Linked DNA regions of Gasterosteus aculeatus: region 2 is linked to region 1. A link is a contact called in public Hi-C data. All regions are on one chromosome and are shown on one strand. The core of a region is the stretch at or near the end of the contact, and the rest is flanking DNA. Distances in the headings are between cores, read along the strand shown.

Region 1 (3,526 bases), core at 910-3,409:
AAAGCAGCTCTGGCATCACCAAGAGGTCACATGACCTCGTCGATGTTGGCCGATGACTGCGCGTTTCAGGCTGTTGAGTCTATTTGGCAGAATAAGTTGTGTTGCCTCTCTGTTGCTGTGTCTGCGCTCGTAGCTGCATCGTTGTGTTGAAAGTCAGTGAAGTTCACCTTTGGTTAAATTTAGACTGGTTAACGATGTTGCTCCTCTATTCGACAGGATGACTACATCCCCTACCCACGGATAGAAGATGTGAGTGGTTTCTCCCTCTCACAACACGGCATTCAAACCCCTTTTAATGTGCAGACGACAATAGCTAACGCATTCAAAGCACAAGCACCTTTTGTTTTTAACTGCACGATTAACAAGCCCCCGGAACTATTACCATGTGTCCTTCCTCCCGTTCCCCCGTGGGCAGGTCCTGGAGAAAGGCGGCCCGTACCCTCAGGTGATCCTGCCCCAGTTCGGGGGTTACTGGATCGAAGACGCGGAAGCACCGGTGGGGACCCCCTCGTCCTCAGAGTCCAGCTTCTGCGAGGAGGAGGACGGAGGGGAGGGCATGAGCCCCGCTGGGGGCCACAACTACCGCCTGGAGTGCAACAGCACGGCGCGCGCCTACCGCAAACACTTCCTCGGCACGGTCAGTGTCAATGTCAGCGGCGCCGCCTCCCTCCCCCAACCCCCCCCCCTTTGTCCCTCACACCAACTGCTTTTCTCCACCCCTCCATCTAGGAGCACATGAACTACTACTGCACCGGCAGCAGCATCGGCCACCTCATCATGTCCCTGAAACACGAGGAGGCCGAGGGACAGGAGTTCCTGCGCATCATGCTCAGGTACAATGAGCCGGGGGGGGGGCCCTTTTCTTTTGTGCAGTCCCGTGTTTCACTTTGGTCCGAGGTCGTGAGGTTTCGTAAGGAAACAGCTCTGCTGCCGTCGGCCCAGTTGGTGGCATTTTTTTTCATCAAAAGAAAAGCAACGAAGCAACGGCGTGTTGTCGATTGTGGGCCGTGGTGACGATAGATGGTGGCTAATCTCCTCTTTGACAGATGACAGATGATACAAGTAAACAATATGGCCATATTATTGCCTTTATCACCACATTGGGCATCTTTTTTTTTTTTTTCTTTGAGACTGAACTCACCGTGATCATAACTACTTTCACCCAATTGCTTAAAAACAAGGAGCAGCAAAGGTCCCGAAACGTCTTCCCTGGAATAAAGACCGTAATCATCGGACCAGCTGGGCTTCTGTTCTTGTCCCCTCGCAGGTCGAGGATCAAAACCGTCCACGACAGGATCTCTTTGGCCGGCATCAACCAGCTGCCCAGTGTGCCGCAGATTGCCAAGGTAAGTTCAGAAGCACACCGGGTTTAAACAAAGGGTCATTTGCGGCCGCACATACACGCGACGCAGAGCTTGAAGGAGAAGGACGTTGTTTTCAGCAGCGTCAATCATCGTAGAATACTTTCACATCAACGCTTGATTTACTTTAGATTCACTTTTCTAAAACTACCTCGGTAAATGTTGCAAATGGAGTTTTAAAAGAGGCGAAAATGTGTCCTTGAGGTGGAACTAGAGCCGGCTTGTTTAGAGGTACCGATGTGAGGAGAGATATGTCTCCAAACGCACACCGTGACAGTGAATCACTCAAACCCTCAAGCAGCATACTTTTGATTATTCACGTTCAAAAGAGAAATGAAAGTAAACAACCAGTTTTGCTTTGTCTCAATCAACCCAACAGAGATGATCATGGACGTGCACATTGTTTATTTGGTCTATGGTACTTATTGAGTTTCATGTTTTTTTCTACGGAAACGTTGGATCTGGTGCGGCACACACTGGAATACCTTCCATGCTTCGTAATGAGACTTTTTTTTCACACGTCTTTTTCCTTCTCTCAGCTTCTGTGTGACGATGCCACGGGGCTGAAGTTCAACCCCGTCCTCTACCCTCGGGTGAGTTTCTCCCACTCTGCAACCTCATTAAATCCAGTCTGACCCGCGCTCACCCAGCCTGTTATACATTTATTCATTCACGCTGACATTAGTTACCTCGCCCCGGCCTCCGTCTTGCTCCTACGGGGTGAAAAGGGAGGAGCACGGCACGGCACGACGTGCTAATGCTACAGCAATTCTGCCTCTGTGCCCACACGTCGGCACACCCTCGTAACCCGGAAGAAATAGCGCAGAGCTTGTTCCATGTTACAGTCAGGGGCTCCGTACCGCTCCGGCATCCGCCCTGTTCGCCGACTACATTATTAAAAAGCGGCAACTCCCTCGAGCACACGCGATGGATCTGTTTCTCGTCCTGTGGGCCAGACGGAGGGCTGTGACGGAGCGTGTTTTCAGCGCCTCAGGAAAGGAAAAAAGAAAACCATCTGTGTCTCAGTCTGCACGATGGGGCCGCAGCGAGTTCACTCCCGTCGCTGAGGGCCGTGACAGTTTGTCGCATGTCGGGCCTTACGTAACACGGGGGGAAAATAAAAAATAAATAAATAACCCGGCCCCGGAGTCGCGCCGGAGAGAGTGAGGTGCTGGAAGTCGCCATGGGTAACAAGGAGGTTGTTGTTGTTGTTGTTGTGTGCACACAGGGGTCCCAGCTGATGGTTGCTTATGATGAACACGAGGTGAACAACACCTTCAAATTTGGAGTCATCTACCAGAAGTTTGGACAGGTGAGCGGTGGCGTTGACCTTGCCAGTGAACTCCGGTTCAACCCAAACTCGTCATTAGATCTATCTCATCCTCCGATTGTGTCTCTTATATCTATTTATCGAGCCCAGACATCAGAGGAGGAGCTGTTTGGGAACAACGAGGAGACGCCAGCTTTTAAGGAGTTCATCAGCATCCTGGGCGACAACATTGAACTTCTGGACTTCAAAGGGTAACGAAACAAGTCGAGTGCATTTGAATTGAGGGAAATAAAAGAGCGCGGGATTTTGAAATCATGCAAATGAGGAGAGTCCAGAGAGGTCAAGGCGGATGAAAAGAATCACTTTGTTATAGTGAATAGAGAAGGCTTTCACTGCTGTAACCTTGGAGCAATTTTTCCTGCTGTTTGGGCTCAGCGTGCAACTGCGATAAACCGCTTCGCGAAACAGATCTGAGAGGAGAAAGTGCCACGTGGACGTGTAATTAGAGCTCAGTACATCCTCTTTATTGTCACGCAGCTGAGACATTAACAGCAAACTGCACAGGAACATGTGATGGAACTGGCATTTCCAATGCTCAAAATGTAATCCTTCATTTCCCTGAAGGCCGGAGGCCTCGCAGGGAATGTGACGCAATCGCTTTGATAATGTGACAGGTTTCGCGGCGGGCTGGATGTCTCCCACGGACAGACCGGCTCCGAATCCGTCTACACGGTCTTCAGGCGCAGGGAGATTATGTTCCACGTGTCCACCAAGCTTCCCTTCACCGAAGGAGACGTCCAGCAGGTACAAGACTTTGACGCTTCACTGTTGTTACGCCCGAGGCGCGATGGATTCAGAATCCTTTGGCTCACAAATAGATGGAACCAGTCGTATA
Region 2 (3,497 bases), core at 300-2,799, 35 kb before region 1:
TTCCAACCAATGATTTACCAAGAAGGGACGGGTGACTGCGGGAGGGGGAGGTGTGGTCACTTTCACCGCGTGGCAACCGCATTAAATGTGACGCTAGTTTGTGGTATTTGAGGACGAAGCCGTGATTTAGTATGAACTCGGCACGCCGTGATGCCGAGCGTAGTTGTCTGTGTCACAGTCGACCACCAGTAGTCCGGCTGATGGATCATTCATCAAAACGCCACTTTGGACGCTGTCTGGGCAAGAGAGCTGTGTGTGTGTGTGTGTGTGTGTGTGTGTGTGTGTGTGTTCTGCTCTGACTCTCACAGGACTCCTCCCTGGTTACATTGGTCGTTTTTCATACACACACACCACAAGACATTTTTATCACCTTTTCCTAGTTTATTGGCCCTATTTCCCAGGAAAAAGTGGCTTCGGTGTGTGTGTGTTGTATCGGCCATGTTGCGTCTCCTTAGCATTGTGTGTGTGTGCGCTTACTGCCGTCATCACTGGAGGTAAAAAGGAGCTCGGTCGTACAGACGAGGCCGTCTCCGTCTCCCTCCATGTCTCCCTCGACCTGTCCCCTCCTGAGACGCGCCCTTTGTCCCCCGCGACACCTCTCGAGTGCAAATGTCCTCTGCACACGCACGTTCTGATGGAGCGTGACTCGCAGCGAAGTTCCAAACAACACGCCGAGTACGGCGGTTTTAATCAGTCGCAACACTTCAGCTCAAATGGAAGTAATGAAACAACAATGACGCACTAATTACCTTTGCTACAGTCTGTTTCCCATTGGAATACGACAGCTGTGATCCATCTTCTGTTGATAAAAGCTTTTATAGTTATAACAGACCAGGTGGCTAATGCATGTTACTTTTTTTATTTTACAATTTCAGCAGACATTTCTCGGCAGAACACTCAGATCCCCAAACTAACGTAGCGCACGCTTTTTAACCACAGCAGCAGGAGCCATGCACAACAATGCACATTTATGGCATTTATATGTGCTTTATGTGGGGAAGGTTACAGTCCCCCCCCCCCCCCCCGGCTCCTCGCGGATGTGATGTTGTGTCTTCTCAGTGGGAGGACGCCTCAGAGGGCGTTTAGTCATATTTTTCATACGTGCGTCAACAGTCTTCATTGTTGCAGTGAGAGATTGTTGGGTCCGCAGGTGATGTTGTGGAAAGCGCAAATTATTACCTTTTTCAAACTCGTCTCTTTTGGTGCAGTTAGAGAGCTGTTGGATTTGGCCCCGCCCCTTTTTGTCAGACAATTTGACAACCACGTGATGCACAGAGGGCTCAAAGATGATGGTTATGTAAGTGTCCCACGTCCTCCTTTATTCCAAACAGTTGCTGCTCCGGTCTGATCCTCGATGACCTCATGTTCCTCACTCGGACACATGAGGCACGGGGCTCGTGTTCGGGTGCAGCAGAGAGCGAAACAGCTGAGTTTTAATGAGCTCATATTCTATCCGTCACCTGATCTCAATCGCTAAGGCCGACCCTGTGTGTGCATATGCATGTGTGCGTGTGTGTGTGTGTGTGTGTGTTGACCGTCACCCACCACACACTCTGTCGCTCTCCTCCTTCTCCATCTGTCACCCCTTGGCAAACACATGGTGTCTTGTTTGGCCGAGTCAGCAAGGCCCTTGGCTCTACATGTATAGTCACACACACACACACACACACACACACACACACACGCTCCTCCGTCCCTCCTTCGTTTGTCGTGTGTGCGACAACCGGAAAGATGTTTGCAGGTTTGCAACAGGGGACGAGGCCGGCAGAAGCATCATGGGACACAGAATTAATCCTTTTTTATTAATCAGTAAAAGTGCCGTGAGAGAATAATTTACATGTCATCAAATAAGCCGATTTACAACTTGCTGCAGATAAAATCCATTATAAGTCATTGTTAAGTGCTACAATTTGTCATTTGTTAGTGTTTTTAGTGGAGGTGGAGTCTGAAGAGGTGTGTCTGTGTTTGAAGATGTGAAGATCTCGTTCCACTCTCCTATTACGCATAAATACTGATAGTTGGGGTCAGAGAGAGAAACCGTCTTGACACCGATGAATGACTTTGACCCTCATTATTTATCCACAACTGTTTATTTGTACAGTTCAATATCACATGAAGTGTGAGAGCCCTCTAAGACCAGAAGTATAAGACACTTAGAAAGTAGAACTGGAGACAGATTTGGACCTTGGATGTGGGAGATGAATGTGGGGAAAAAAGGCATCTGAGCCCCAAAAAATAAGACATCAGCAAAATACAACACTTGATGACATTTTAAACCAGGGGTGTCCAACTCATCTCAGGTTCGGGTCCACTTTGATGCTTTCGCCTTAACTATTATTTTAACAGAGAAAAAAGGAATATAATTCAGACACCAACATATAATCAGCATTTGAAAAACATTTAATATACTTCACGGTCTGTGGGTACACGTTTGTGTTATTTTACATGTGCATTACTTTTATAAAAGCAATTTCCTCTGTCCGGTGAGTAATAACTCACTTATGTTTCTTTGCCTGAGAGGGACAGAAAGCACGCTGCAGTAAAGTTATTTTGAAGTAATAATCCAGCACCCGCTGTGGTTTGTTTGCTGATATGGTACAACAGTGATTCATGAAGCTTTTTTTATTTTAAAAACAGCTGTGGGAAAAAGCTCCATCGCTCTGTTGATGATTTATTGCCTGCAGAGAAAACGGGTAGTTAGCATGAGAGACTCAGATATGAGCGCCAACACAGAGTCACTTAAATCTTATTAACGGGAAGAACACATGAACAGCTTGATTGGACAGGAGGCGGCGAGTTTACCTTCTCTGAGACGGAACACAGTTTTATTTTTTACATTTTTTTTTTGAAGAACAAAAATCCGAATTCATCTTCAGAACTGGTCTGTGTTCAAAAACCATGAATCAAAAGCAAGAGAAGTAGATTTTATTAAAAAAGCAAACAAATCAAATACCATCTGCAATTACCTGTTTTCTCTGATGTAACTGGGATTTTTCTAAAGAAGAAGACGTTTGTTAACAAAACAGCAGGGCGCTGCAGGTGTAAAAAACGTGCTTTGAAGATGAGCAAACAGGGGATTTGTTGGGAACTATTTTCTTGGTGGAATATTGCACATTAAGTAGCAGCGAGCTGCTTCGGTCACACAGACATTAACCGTTAAAATGATCAGTTGTTAACACTGCAAAGGGCAGTAAATTGTCTCTCTGTGATGATGCGTTATTCCACGCTGACGCTTAACTTCTGATTTCAGCTAAAAGGGCAAAAGCAAGAAGCCCGCTGCTGAGTGGGAAATTATACCGAACGAGACACGAGAAAGAGGAACCGTCAGCGGTCATACAAATGACACGTGCCGAGTGCTCTGCGGGATTCTGTTTCCCCGTGAACCTCGTTATAAATCACTCGACTCTGGCTTCCCTCGAGTGTCCTGCGGATGTCTCCGTGTGCACGGACGTGTGTCTCGGCATCACGCTGTGTGCTTCTCACGGCCTGCGTTCAAG

Evidence for each region. Hi-C and Micro-C count contacts between places; a contact is called where the count stands out from the background.
Region 2: a Hi-C map of whole body shows a contact between it and region 1, with 3 times the contacts expected there. The contact joins two enhancer-like sites. A contact is called at or near these places in 5 of 6 Hi-C or Micro-C datasets (blood and trunk muscle, skeletal muscle, tail fin and 1 more).

Annotation. Positions count from the first base shown.
Region 1 is chr1:3,670,929-3,674,454 of fGasAcu3.hap1.1, reverse strand. It overlaps rap1gap2a (RAP1 GTPase activating protein 2a), which reads left to right. Exons shown (of 24, transcript XM_040172518.2): 6 at 217-249; 7 at 416-637; 8 at 730-833; 9 at 1,268-1,346; 10 at 1,901-1,954; 11 at 2,590-2,673; 12 at 2,782-2,882; 13 at 3,306-3,435. Among protein-coding and RNA genes, the nearest start is that of LOC120816903, 12 kb to the right of the region's middle. Within about 2 kb of position 2,159, at least 2 of the 9 cell types and tissues checked have open chromatin away from gene starts, as enhancers often do.
Region 2 is chr1:3,704,938-3,708,434 of fGasAcu3.hap1.1, reverse strand. The region is part of intron 2 of rap1gap2a (RAP1 GTPase activating protein 2a); the gene reads left to right. Among protein-coding and RNA genes, the nearest start is that of rap1gap2a, 24 kb to the left of the region's middle. Within about 2 kb of position 1,549, at least 2 of the 9 cell types and tissues checked have open chromatin away from gene starts, as enhancers often do.